3 separate regions of the Sus scrofa genome follow, and regions 1 and 3 are each linked to region 2. Evidence: chromatin contacts called from public HiChIP or PLAC-seq data. All regions are on one chromosome and are shown on one strand. Each heading gives the region's core, a stretch centred on a gene start, on an enhancer-like site or on the middle of the called end of the contact. The rest is flanking DNA. Distances are from core to core; before and after follow the strand shown.

What was found. HiChIP or PLAC-seq counts read pairs in DNA pulled down with a chosen protein or histone mark.
Region 1: a contact with region 2 is called in an H3K27ac HiChIP or PLAC-seq map of alveolar macrophages. The contact joins the enhancer-like site here to the promoter of PDE3B in region 2. A contact is called at or near these places in 1 of 5 promoter capture datasets (liver), 11 of 47 Hi-C or Micro-C datasets (alveolar macrophages, blood, embryonic fibroblasts and 5 more) and 1 of 2 datasets of contacts at active chromatin or transcription factors (alveolar macrophages).
Region 3: a contact with region 2 is called in an H3K27ac HiChIP or PLAC-seq map of alveolar macrophages. The contact joins the promoter of PSMA1 here to the promoter of PDE3B in region 2. A contact is called at or near these places in 3 of 5 promoter capture datasets (fetal liver and liver), 4 of 47 Hi-C or Micro-C datasets (blood, fetal skeletal muscle, liver and 1 more) and 1 of 2 datasets of contacts at active chromatin or transcription factors (alveolar macrophages).

The regions. Positions count from the first base shown.
Region 1 is chr2:44,503,514-44,507,296 of Sscrofa11.1, reverse strand. All of the region lies in intron 1 of PDE3B (cGMP-inhibited 3',5'-cyclic phosphodiesterase B), which reads left to right. Among named protein-coding and RNA genes, the nearest start is that of PDE3B, 110 kb to the left of the region's middle. Within about 2 kb of position 1,751, at least 18 of the 83 cell types and tissues checked have an H3K27ac peak or open chromatin away from gene starts, as enhancers often do. A contact at or near this core is called in alveolar macrophages, liver and retroperitoneal adipose tissue, where this site is marked.
Region 2 is chr2:44,611,128-44,615,493 of Sscrofa11.1, reverse strand. It overlaps PDE3B (cGMP-inhibited 3',5'-cyclic phosphodiesterase B), which reads left to right and starts at 1,419. Exons shown (of 17, transcript XM_021083299.1): 1 at 1,419-2,697. The coding sequence starts at 1,720.
Region 3 is chr2:44,738,118-44,742,023 of Sscrofa11.1, reverse strand. PSMA1 (proteasome subunit alpha type-1) reads right to left here and starts at 1,922. Exons shown (of 10, transcript XM_003122965.4): 1 at 1,786-1,922; 2 at 1-4. The coding sequence starts at 1,788. LOC106507279 (a long non-coding RNA gene) reads left to right here and starts at 1,995. Exons shown (of 7, transcript XR_001303160.2): 1 at 1,995-2,648.

The DNA.
Region 1 (3,783 bases), core at 502-3,001, 110 kb after region 2:
CGCAGACATGGCTTGGATCCCGCGTTGCTGGTGTAGGCTGGCAGCTACAGCTCCCATTAGACTCCTAGCCTGGGAACCTCCATATGCCGAGGGAGCGGCCCTAGAAAACGCAAGAAGACCAAAAAAAAAAGAAAGTATGTGTTTTACTCAATTTCAGAACATCGAATGATAAAAACAAAAGTCTCATGCTGTCAATAGAATATGGAGATTAATTGGTATTTTTACAGGTTAAAGTTCTACCTATTTCAAATAATAAGTGACCTCAGTACTCTCATATATTGCTCCACTCAACTTATATTTGTCCCTTGTCCCTTTAAATATTGTTATTTCTGGTTTTGTACACTTAACAGGAAAAAAACCTTACATGTATATTTTACGTGCTACTTTATTATCAGTATGGGTTTAGAAAAATCCTTTTCGGAGTTGACTGGCATGTTGAAGGACCAGCAAAATAAACCAGAATAGCTAAGAGAGAATTACAGGAGAGGAATTGGAAACAAAAAGTAACCATCACTCTTTTGAGGAATTTTGCTATAAATGGGAGCAGAGAATTGGAAACGGCTGGGTGTGAGTATGATCATGAGAACGTGTGTGAGAGATGTGAGGAACTACAGTATATTTATAGTCTAATGGGAATGATTTAGTAGCAAGAAAAAAGAATGATGAAGTAAGGAAGAGGGAGAAAATTGCTTGTGAAATATCCTCAGATAGAATCCAGGGGATTGGATCTAGTGCCATTGACTAGACCTGGTGAAGTTCATCTGTAGTAACAGAATGAAATGCAGGGAGTGTGGGATGGGGGTATCGGAAGGCAGTTTGATAATTTGATGACTTTTTTTTAACTTATGAGTTTTGGAAAGAAAGGTCTCATCAAAAGTTAAAATAATTATCCTTTCAGCATAGTAATAGAAAGGGGATAAAATTGGAGGGTTATAAATCTAAATTCAAATTCTAGCTCTGTGATTTATTAGCTGACATCTGACAGAAGAACTTGGTTAACAATGACCCTGTATTACTCAGGGGTTCAGGGAGAAATAGAATTCATTCCAAGGTGGTTCCAATAAAAAGATTTTAATGATGAATCCACTTTGAGCGAGTGAGCAGGGTTAATAGGATAGACAAGAGGTGGCTAGGCAACTAGAGACAAGTAACTATGGAAAGCTATTATCTCACCTGAGGCTGAAGGAACAAGGGTGGAAATGGTGTTTCCAGAGTCACAGCTGAAGTTGTGAAGGGAAGACCATCTGCTAAGAGCTGTAGTCATGGAGGAACTACAGTTATTACCAGAGACACAGGTGTGTAGGCAGAGGCAGCAGAGAAAAAATAACCTTCATCTCTCTCTCCTCCCAAACTCATTTCCTGCTGTCATCATCTCTCAATCTGAGCGGAAATCAGCTGCATGGGAGCTCAGGAGATGCAGAGCATAGGGGTCTGTCTCCCCAGAGAGCACAGGAAGGCAAAGAATGGATCTGGAAGGCAAATGCAGAATAATTAATATAATCACTAAGCCTCAACTTCTCCATACATAAAAGGGGTTACTTGCAAAACTTGTGATTTTACATGGCTGCCAAGCACCTGCTGTATTACTAGCACATAGTGCTGTTGATAATAATAGTAGTAAATGATAATTATAAGATGATGTAGCATAATGGTTAAGAATCCTTAAGGCTTTGGAATGAGGCAGATCTGAATTTAATTTCTGTCCCTGCCACTTACTAGTCATGTGACCCTGGGCAGCTTACTTCACCTTTTTTAGTCTCTGTTGTGTCATTTGCAAAATGAGGAAATAAGGCTTACCACAAAGAATTCTAGTAAAGATTAAAGAGGACATTAGGTATTAGGAATCTAACAGTGCTGGTGCATAGCTTGCAGTCTAAGCCACCACAGCTGTAATCATATATTTTGATTGATTAGTAAGAATAGTAAATGAAATTAGTTTCTAAGTAATGCTAGTCTCCACCCACTCTCCCCCCCCCTTTTTTTCCCCTGCTTCTCAGTTTTTCTGGCTGGGGCCCTTCTGTGTCATGCAAGGGTCAGGGTTACTATCTTTGTACTTTCAACTAGTAGAAAGTACCATTTTGGTTAGTTTAGCTTTTTGACTGTCCATTTATTTTGTATTTTTGGTTTATATTCAATAAACAGAGTTAAATGGGCCTAAGGTGGAAGGCATAAAAATAGAAAAAGTTGTTAGTGCTAAAATTCAATCAGTTTCATTAGCCTAGATTTATACATGAAGCTCAAGTAAAATATCAACAAGAAACACGAGAATAAAGGATGCTTTAACAGTTAATTCAGAGTTATACCATAATGGCTAATCTTTCAAATTTCACATAAATATCACAGTTCTGTAAGCTTGACTTGAGGACACATATATGTTTTTCCTTTTGGCTACATGGGGAACAATGAAATAAAACCTCATTGACGTAATTGAACCTGATAACATCTCCTGGTTGTGCTGCTGATGTTTCACTGTGGTATTGGTGGTTTTGTAGAGCTCTGTGAAGCATGTTGGACTTATAAACATATTCAAACAGAAACTTTTATCAGGATTCAACTTTTTAACCACAAAGAAAAGCTGAATTTATATAAAGGCACAGTCTTGGGTTTACTTTATCATGTCAACTAAAAGAATTTTTTAATAGTATGCACCTGGTATGTTATTTATGATAAAATGCTATTTTTAAAATTATCTTGAACAGGTAACTACAGTGTGTGAAAATATATAATAATTTTCAATAACTGTATTATACTTGAGTTTAGATGGAAACAAATATAATATTTAGAGCCCCTAAAAATAGCCATTAAAATTTCATACTTTTGTTAAATCTTATAATAGAACCATGATTTGAGAACATATCATCGTCACCGTAACTTCTTGCTTTACTGTTATTCAAAGTTTAGCCATGTTTCAATTATTTATTTATTCTTATATTTAAATTATAAGATCTACTTTGGCATTGGGATTGAACTTTAGATGCCTACATTTTAATGGACTTGGGAACAGTTTACATACAAAGCATATACTATATACTTGGAAATAAAATTTTAAAAGGGCTATACATTATATAGGAAGAATGAGGCTTCTACTGATGTTTCTTAAACTTTTTTTTTTTTTTTTTTTGGTCTTTTCAGGGCCACAGCCATGGCATATGGAAGTTCCCAGGCTAGGGGTCGAATCAGCGCTGTAACCACCAGCCTACGCCACTGCCACAGCAATGTGGGATCTGAGCCGAATCTGCAACCTACTCTGCACCTTGCAGCAACACCAGATCCTTAACCCACTGAGTGAGGCCAGGGATCAAACCCACATCCTCATGGATATTAGTTGGGTTCTTAACCTGCTGAGCCACAATGGTAACTCCTTAAACTTTTAATATCCATGCACTATCCACTATGTATTCACTGTAAGTGGCATGCACTACCAATATTAGATAAATATATTAAAATGATTCATAATTTTTAAAAACTAAAAAAATTACATTACCAGTGAACATTGTTTGCAATAGTAAAAGCATTCTGTTTTAGCTCACTGATGTAAAGAGGTATGTGTTGTAGGTTCATTCTGTATCTAACCAAATTCTTTCCTTTTTTCTATTTCTCTTCAATTGGAAAAATCCAAGCAAAACTATAACCTACAATGGAAAGCAGCAAGTGTTTTTTTGACTGTTGGTTCTGAATACTCTAATTCAACAAGGACCCTGGAATCAGAAAGAGATTTCTTTCAAGACTGTGTCAGTTGCTAAGTAATGGGCATTGTCATACTTAAAAACTTGAGAAATAGTT
Region 2 (4,366 bases), core at 170-2,669:
TCAGTAATCAATTTGAAGCCTTTATTAAATATTTTTTCCCCTTATCCGAGAGGCAAACAAGGAAAAGGAACTCTGGTCTTTTCTCATTTTGGTCAAACACTTGTGCTAATTTCTCTGTGATTTATGCTATGTATGTGAACTATGACCATATATGAAAATAGTCTGTTCTAGGTCATGGCTGTGGGCAGAGATTAATTGGTGAAAAATGGGCCTGTTTGTGGGATTTACCACACAGTAAGGTTTCACATCTCCCTGGAAAAATGTGGAATTAGCTCTCTGAGAAATGCAGGGCTGTCATGAGGTTGAAGGGAGACTTTCGGTGGAGGGAAACACAGTTCACTCTCTAAGGCAGTTATGATTGGTGAAATTCCAGAGCAGTCCCTTTGGTACAGCAAAGTTCTTCCCGCTTTCAAGTCAGTGTTTCCTACGTGCAGTTAGTTTCACTAGTAATTCACAGATAGCATCCTATTTAGCTCCTTTCATGGCCAACTGATATAAACTAGGCAATGGTCTTGGTGAGAACTCCTAATCCTTCAATCGCCCCTGCAACCCCCCACCCCAACACGCAATTACAGTGAAAAAGCCTTCTACGTGGAAAGAACTTTCCAACAGATTTTCTAGGCATGTTGGGGGTAGGGATACAGATGTGAACAGAGGGTATGTTTGGGCAGGGAGTGCTAAGATGGAACAGTAGTTCCTCTCCCATGAAGATGGTTCTTGAGAAAGACAAACTCCATAATATCTACTAGGATGCTTCCAGAGAGCGCTCCAGGTGCATGCTTCTCCTTAAAAACCGTTGCAAGGGTCTGCAGCGTGGCCCAAGAGTCCACGTTGCTGCTGAGGGACAGATCTAGCCACAATGAGCTTGTTCGCCATGACCTTGGTGGTGGCTGACCCTTACCGGGTCACAGCACGCTTGGACAGTCCAATGACCCACCCTAAACTGAAATGAGGGTAGAGGTAGGACCCGCCGCCTCTTCAACTCAGTTTCTCTACTAGGCAATCCCCTTGGGGGCCATAAACGCCCTCTTAACCCAAGCTCCCGGTAGTGACCTGTCGGAGCTTGGCTGAAGTCTGTGACTTACCCCAAAGGGAACCTGCGCGCCTGGGGTCCCAGGATGGCGGGCGCGCCCTCTTCTATCCGAAAAGGACTCCGCCTGTCTCTCCCAGCCCCGGCCAGTCTTCCGACAGCCCTAGCCGCGCTCTCTCCAGTCCCCGCACTATTAGTGGGCAGGGGTCCCCGGCTCACGTCGAGACCAGCAGCTACGAGAACAAGAGGCGGTGCCGGTGGCTGCTGGACTGGACAGGGCGCGAGCGCGCGCGGGCGGCGGGCCGGGCGCGCGCCCGGCCGGGGCAGCGGCGGGGGAGGAGCGCCCGCCCGCCGCTCGCGCGCCCAACGGACCAGGCTGGGGCCGTGAGGTAACTGTTGCAGCCCGCGGGAGCTGGGAGGCGACACCGAGGCTCTAGTGTCGAGAAGTGTCCGAGGCAAAAGGAGAGGGTCCTGCCGCAGCGGTCCGGGAGCAAAGCCCCTTCCGCCCCTCTGCTCAGCCAGCATGTCGCGGACCCCGCCGCTTCCCCGGCCGCGCGGCGGGGACCCTGGGCCGAGGCGGCGGGCGCAGCCCTGACGCGCTGCCGAGCCGGGGGGCGCCCCGAGCGCGAGCCGCTGCTGCTGTCTGAGCGGGGCGTGCCGAGCCCCTGCTGCCACTCCGGGTCCGGGCCATGAGGAGGGACGAGCGAGACGCCAAAGCCATGCGGTATCCACAGCCGCCGGACGGGGCCGGCTCTCCCCCTGAGAGCCTGAGGAACGGCTACGTGAAGGGCTGCGTGAGCCCCCTGCGGCAGGACCCTCCGCGCGGCTTCTTCTTCCACCTCTGCCGCTTCTGCAACGTGGAGCTGCTGCTGCCGCCGCGGGCCTCCCCCCAGCAGCCGCGGCGCGGCTCCCCCTTCTCCCCGGCGCGCCTCGCGCTGGGCGCCCTGGCCGCCTTTGTCCTCGCCCTGCTGTTCGGCTCGGGGCCCGAGAGCTGGGCTGCTGGGGCCGCCCGGCTGCGGACCCTGTTAAGCGTTTGTTCGCACAGCCTCAGCCCCCTCTTCAGCATCGCCTGTGCCTTCTTCTTCCTCACCTGCTTCCTGACGCGGACCAAGCGGGGCCCCGGCCCGGGCCGGAGCGGCGGCGGCTCCTGGTGGCTGCTGGCGCTGCCTGGCTGCTGTTACCTGGGGGACTTCTTGGTGGAGCAGTGGGGGTCTTGGCCTTGGGGGGACGGAGACGCTGGGACCCCGGCCCCGCACACGCCCGCAGCGGTGGCAGGCAGGTGGTTCTTGGTGCTGAGCTGCGTGGGCTTGCTGACACTCGTGCACCCGGCGAGGCTCCAGCACAGCATCCTGGTGCTGCTCCTCTCCAGCTTCGTCTGGTGGGTGTCCTTCACCAGCCTCGGGGCGCTGACCCCAGCCGTCCGGCCGCTGCTGTCCTGCCTGGTGGGGAGCGTCGGCTGCCTGCTGGCCCTGGGGCTGGATCACTTCTTTCAAATCAGGGAAGCTCCCCATCATCCTCGGTTGTCCAGTACCGCCGAAGAAAAAGTGCCTGTGATCAGACCCCGGAGGAGGTCCAGCTGCGTGTCGTTCGGAGAAACTTCAGCCAGTTACTATGGAAGTTGCAAAATGTTTAGGAGACCTTCGTTGCCTTGCGTTTCGAGAGAACAGGTATGTTACCAGAAAGCAAGGTTTGGTAAGGAAGGGAGGGCGGTTTTATCGCTTCAGTTCCCGAGTTGAATTAGCGTGTTTGAAAGCATGTTAACTTCCAGGGTGAAAAAAAGAAAAGTTTTGTTCTGGAAAAAGTTCCTGAAATACAAGAAGCTTTTTTAAAAGGCAAAAGTACCTTTTATCTTTGAATAGAAATGAAGTAGCAGACTAGGCATATTGCACTTTTTAAAGAGTTTGCTATGCATTGGACGCATTCTCAGAATGAAATGAATTATTTTGAACTTTAATAGATTGACTACTCCCACTTTGGCAGAGTCTGATGTGTATCTTTGTGAAGCCATTTATCTGTTGCTGTTATAATGATGATGTCTCGCCGAAGATAACATGCAGTCATTAGAATGAGTGAATATATATACATGTGCATTTTAATCAGTGTGGTTTAATTATTCTGGATAATTAAGAGGACAAGTCTGAGATCTTACAATAAAAGGAACAGTGGTGAGTTTGGGAACGGAGATTTGTTAATTTAGATGAAAAGACTCGGAATAATTTTAAGACCCCCCCCCGCTGCATTTTTCAGAAGTACAGGCTAATAAAATCTTTTACAGACTAACTCAGGGTCGTGTTTGTTGCATAAGTAGGAGGGTGTTGTAACAATTTAACCTTTAAACTTAGTAATGTTTGGAAATATGCCAAAAGCATTTACAATTTCTTTTCCTGTAGGTTTTTACATGGTTTTGTTTTGTAAAGGAATTGAAATCATCATCATTAGGGGGAGAGTTTCTGTCTTTATGTAGCCTTGGGAAATCTTACCTGTTCTACCTTGGGGAGAAACTCACTAACTATAGTTCTATTCACTGAGCACTTACTAAATGCAAAATACTTACAATGTCTTAAATCCTTACAAGGACCCTCTATGACAGATGACATTAACCTCAAGTTAGAGATGAACAAATATTGAGGCTTATAGATATTACCCAGCGTCACACATCTAGTAAGTGGCAGTGCTGGAATTTGAAACTAGGTGTTCCAGTTTTCAGTGCTGTCTGCTAAACAACTAAAAGGATGAGTGTAGAGATTTTGCTTAAGTAGGAGTCTATACCATTGGTTTTCAGACTTCTTGATTAGTGATATGTTCTGCACCAGAGACCCAATATATTTGAAACAGAAGTTTCTTATTCTTACTACATCTGAAGCTCTTTGCTCTTTAAGTTAAAACTACAAGCTACTACACTATGTGTAGTGCTTAGAGACAACACCTTGCTTCCTGAAAAGTGCTTTCAGAGGCTGCTTTTGTGGCCTGTAGTTATTTAGCCAAATGCTTCAAGAAATGGTCAAAAGATGTAATGCCTTTTTTTTTTTTTTTTTTTTTTTTTTTTTCAGTTTACTGCCAGCGATGAGAGACAATGCTTAAAAATATGTATCAGGAGAAAAATTGTCATGAGAAGATTCACTGTAGAGCAGTTGTGTAGACTGGGAGAAAAGCATTTGACATTTGACTATTTGTGAATTGGGTGCATTTTTTAACACCAGCAAAGTGTTTTAGCACAGTTTCATCACATTTGCAGACAATTTTCCTGAGCTTAACTGCATTACAGTTTAACATAACCTAATTGTAATATATTGGCATAGAGAATTGTGGTTGTCAATCTTATAAATTGAAAATTCC
Region 3 (3,906 bases), core at 673-3,172, 130 kb before region 2:
GAAACTGAAAGTAAATGAAAAAAAATCTGTTAATACAAGAACATTACAAAACCCAAATCTTAACAAGCTCTATCACTCAAAAATGTTTTCTGGAGTTCCCATCGTGGCTCATTGGTAACAAACCCAACGAGTATCCATCAGGACAAGGGTTTGATTCCTGGCCTTGCTCAATGGATTAAGGATCTGGCATTGACATGAGCTGTGGCATAGGTCAGATTCCAGCTGCTGCTCTGACTGGACCCCTATGGAACTTCCATATGCCTTGGGTGCAGCCCTAAAAAGCAAAAAAAAAGAAAATAATAATAATAATAATTTTCTAGTCTATTTCCATCCAACATTAATGAAAGGTTGTTACTGCAACCTCATTGGAAGATTTCTACTGTACTTAGTTGCAAGCCAATTTTACATTTACAAGGAGCTTGTGAGGGAGGGGAGAGCAGAGCCAGATGGGACCTATCTTCCCAAATTCCAATTCTACCACTGTCCATTGCACTGCCTTTGAGTTCAGTCAATTACTAAAGTTCCTATGTGTCCACTCTCCTTTCTATCTTTGGCTTATTCTCTTCCCTGATACCAAGACCTAATACGATCAAAAGCATTCCTTTTCCTTGGAGTGCCTGTCGTGGCTCAGTTGTTAACGAATCCAACTAGGAACCATGAGGTTGCGGGTTCCATTCCTGGCCTTGCTCAGTGGGATAAGGATCTGGCGCCTCTGTGAGTTGTGGTGTAGGTCGCAGACGAGGCTCGGATCCTGCGTTGCTGTGGCTCTAGCGTAGACCGGGGCTACAGCTCCGATTAGATTAGACCCCTGGCCTGGGAACCTCCACATGCCGCGGATTCCGCCCTAGAAAATGCAAAAAGACAAAAAAAAAAAAAAAAAAAAAAAGCATTCCTTTTCCTTAAATACCTCAAATGTCTACCTCTTGAAGCCTTCTCCATCTTTCCTCCCCAAATCCCAACACATACTCCTACCATTCCTTTATCTACACCTTTTTTTTCGACCTTATATTACGATTAGGGACGTGTCTGATTTATCTTTGAACCTTCACTGTAGTTAAAACAGTGCATTTAAAACATTGTTATAGAATGAGTACACACAAGAATGTCCCCAGAAAGTCAGAAGTGGACACAAATAGCCACAGAGACGGACCCATTACAGCTTTAAAGACAGCTTAAAATGAGTCTGCCAGCACAGTACTTGGGAGCCCAATCATTAGGGTGAGAAGGCTGACTGCTGGAATGGTAGACATAGGACTGGAAGCTCTGAGCCCTATATTGTAACCCTTATTCTATCACTTCTATCAGCTTCAGTTTACTCTTTCATAAAAATACTTAACTGGATAAGTGACTGAAAAAAGGCCTTTTCTGATTGAGCTCTAAAAGAGAATTGAGCTCTCAACTCTGCTATTGGCTATACAGGGAGATTCCAAAAGTCAAATCCCAATTTTTCCTTTCTCTCACACAGAGCACTAGGGGCCCCTCTGGACCGCTCGGAATCTACTCGACTGAAGGAAACTGAGGGGCGAACTCGGCTAGCAGACCGAGGAGGTATTGTTCAAGGCCGGATGGAAAGCGAAACAAACCCAGGGGAAAGGCCGCACCGACTACCGACTTCCCCTGTGCCGGCCAGGCCAGAGATGCTGAATCACTCCAGAACCCCCCATCGGCTGAGGTTCCCATGTCCCATAGCCCCGGCCCGCTCTAAGAGTGACAGAGAGATCACTCGCCAACCCCCAGCCAGCGGGCCTGTGCCCCAACCCTGTTTGAGCTCGGAATCCAACGCACCATGGTTCCGGCGAGAGCCTAGTCACGGCCTCCGGTAAACCTGCAGATCAAGGAGCGCTGCCGAAACTACCGCTCGGCGATCTGCAGAGAAGTCTGCGGGACTATGCGTCGGCGCAGGGTAGAGCAGTCTATTCTAGAGATAGCGATAGGCTTCCGGCGCTTCCCCGCCCTCAAAGCTCTCCGCCCGCTCGGGAGTGGGCGGGGCCTGGGAAATCTGAGAAACTCACATTGGCGGGAAAATTTGGGCCAGGAACGCCCGCGGGAGCTAATAGTCGCTGGGTGGCCACTATCAAGTCGCCTTTCTTGGATCCTCAGAGAAGTTACCTGTGAGCTGTAGATTCCTGTCAGTTTCTCACCGGCCCGGCCGGATGCACCCGAGATTCCTGGTGTACTGCTCAGCCTCTCATTCAGCGTCCACAGAGATTTGTGGTGTTGGGTAGCGAGAAGAACAGGACTGCAAAAAAAGACCACAAATAATGGTCCATTTCTTCGTGTCAACGGTACTCTTCCTGGAGTATCTTGTTTCTGGACATGATTTTCTTTCTACTTTGGAATCCTTTTCCTTACTCCTTATTTTCCAGGCGTTGTTGTCACTGATCACTATCATTATTATCAGACTTTAAACTTTTTGAGGGCATTAATGTCTTTGCCGTCAAAACCAAGCACGATGCCTGAAAGAATAGGCAACTGAGGGACATCTTCTTCCGAAATAGGTATTTTCCTTTTTGCGAACATCTTTTAGTAAATTCTCAGAGAAAATAGTTTAGGATAGCTCTACAAACAGCTGCCAACCTAAAATTTACTGACTGCCAATGATGAGTTCTTTTCTTTACGAAGAAGAAAGGATGAGTACCTAGACTCAGGTAAGAGTTGAAAGGGGTCTTTAAGGATCTAAGCTTTGTCAATGAAGAGACTCAGCTCCCTTAAATGATTTGTTCAAGTTAGAGCAAGTTGGTATCGCACTTTAAAAACCTTGTCACATGTATTTTGGACACTTTTTTATATTAAAATTTTTCTAGGTTAAACAAGATTCCCGATATTCTGCATTGTGAACATATGATATTTTATTTACCGAAACCCCCATTGTTTAATATTTAAGTTTAATATTTAAGCCCTCTCCTGGAGCTCCCTGTCTGGCTCAGGGGGTTAAGGATCCACATTGTCCTCGTGAGGATGCGGGTTAGATCCTTGGCCTTCTCAGTGGGTTAAGGATTTGGCGTTATTGAGAGCTGCGCTATAGTCCCGCAGCTGCAGCTCCGGCTGGACCCCTAGCCTGGGAACTTCCATATGCCACAGGTGCAGCCCTAAAAAAAACCAAAATTATCCCTCTCCCAAGAAATTCATTTATGAGCTGCTTGATATATTTTTTTATGTGTACATCTATACTCCTTTAGAATAAATTCCTGAAAATCAAAGGATTTAGTGAAATGGCTATTTCTAAGAATTTTATTAAAAGTGTTACAAAAACCAAACAAACAAACAAAAAAAGGAGTTCCCTGGTGGCTCAGCAGGTTAGGGACCTAAAGTTTTCTGGTTACTGCTGTGGCACAGGTTCAGTCCCTGGCCCATGAACTTCTGTATGCAGGCACAGCCAAAAAAAAACAAACAAAACCAAAAGTGCTAAATTGCTTTCCGGAAATATTTTACCAAAACATATTCTCAACAGTAGTATATGAGAGAGCTCCCCTTCTTAAATTCACCAATACTGATTGTTGTCATTTTTCAAAATTACTGTTATTTTAGTGGACTAAATTAACTGATTGTTCTCTTCTGTTTTCCCAGCACCCAGCAGGATGCCTAGCATGTATTAAGAGTTTAATATATAGTTAAATGAATGAGTAATGAATATTAGATGAATGACTAAATAAATGATCATTTAAAAATATTACGTAGGGAAATTCCCACTGTGGCACAGTGGGTTAAGGATCCAGCATTGCTGCAGCTGTGATGTAGGTTGCAGCTAGTGCTTGGATTCAGTCCCTGGCCTGGGAACTTATGCTGTGGGTGTGGCTGAAAAAGAAAAAAATATATATATATATTATATAGTATATAAACATTTTGACAGTTCTTTTCCACATATCTATATATTCACATGCCTCGCACATATGTATAATACATATA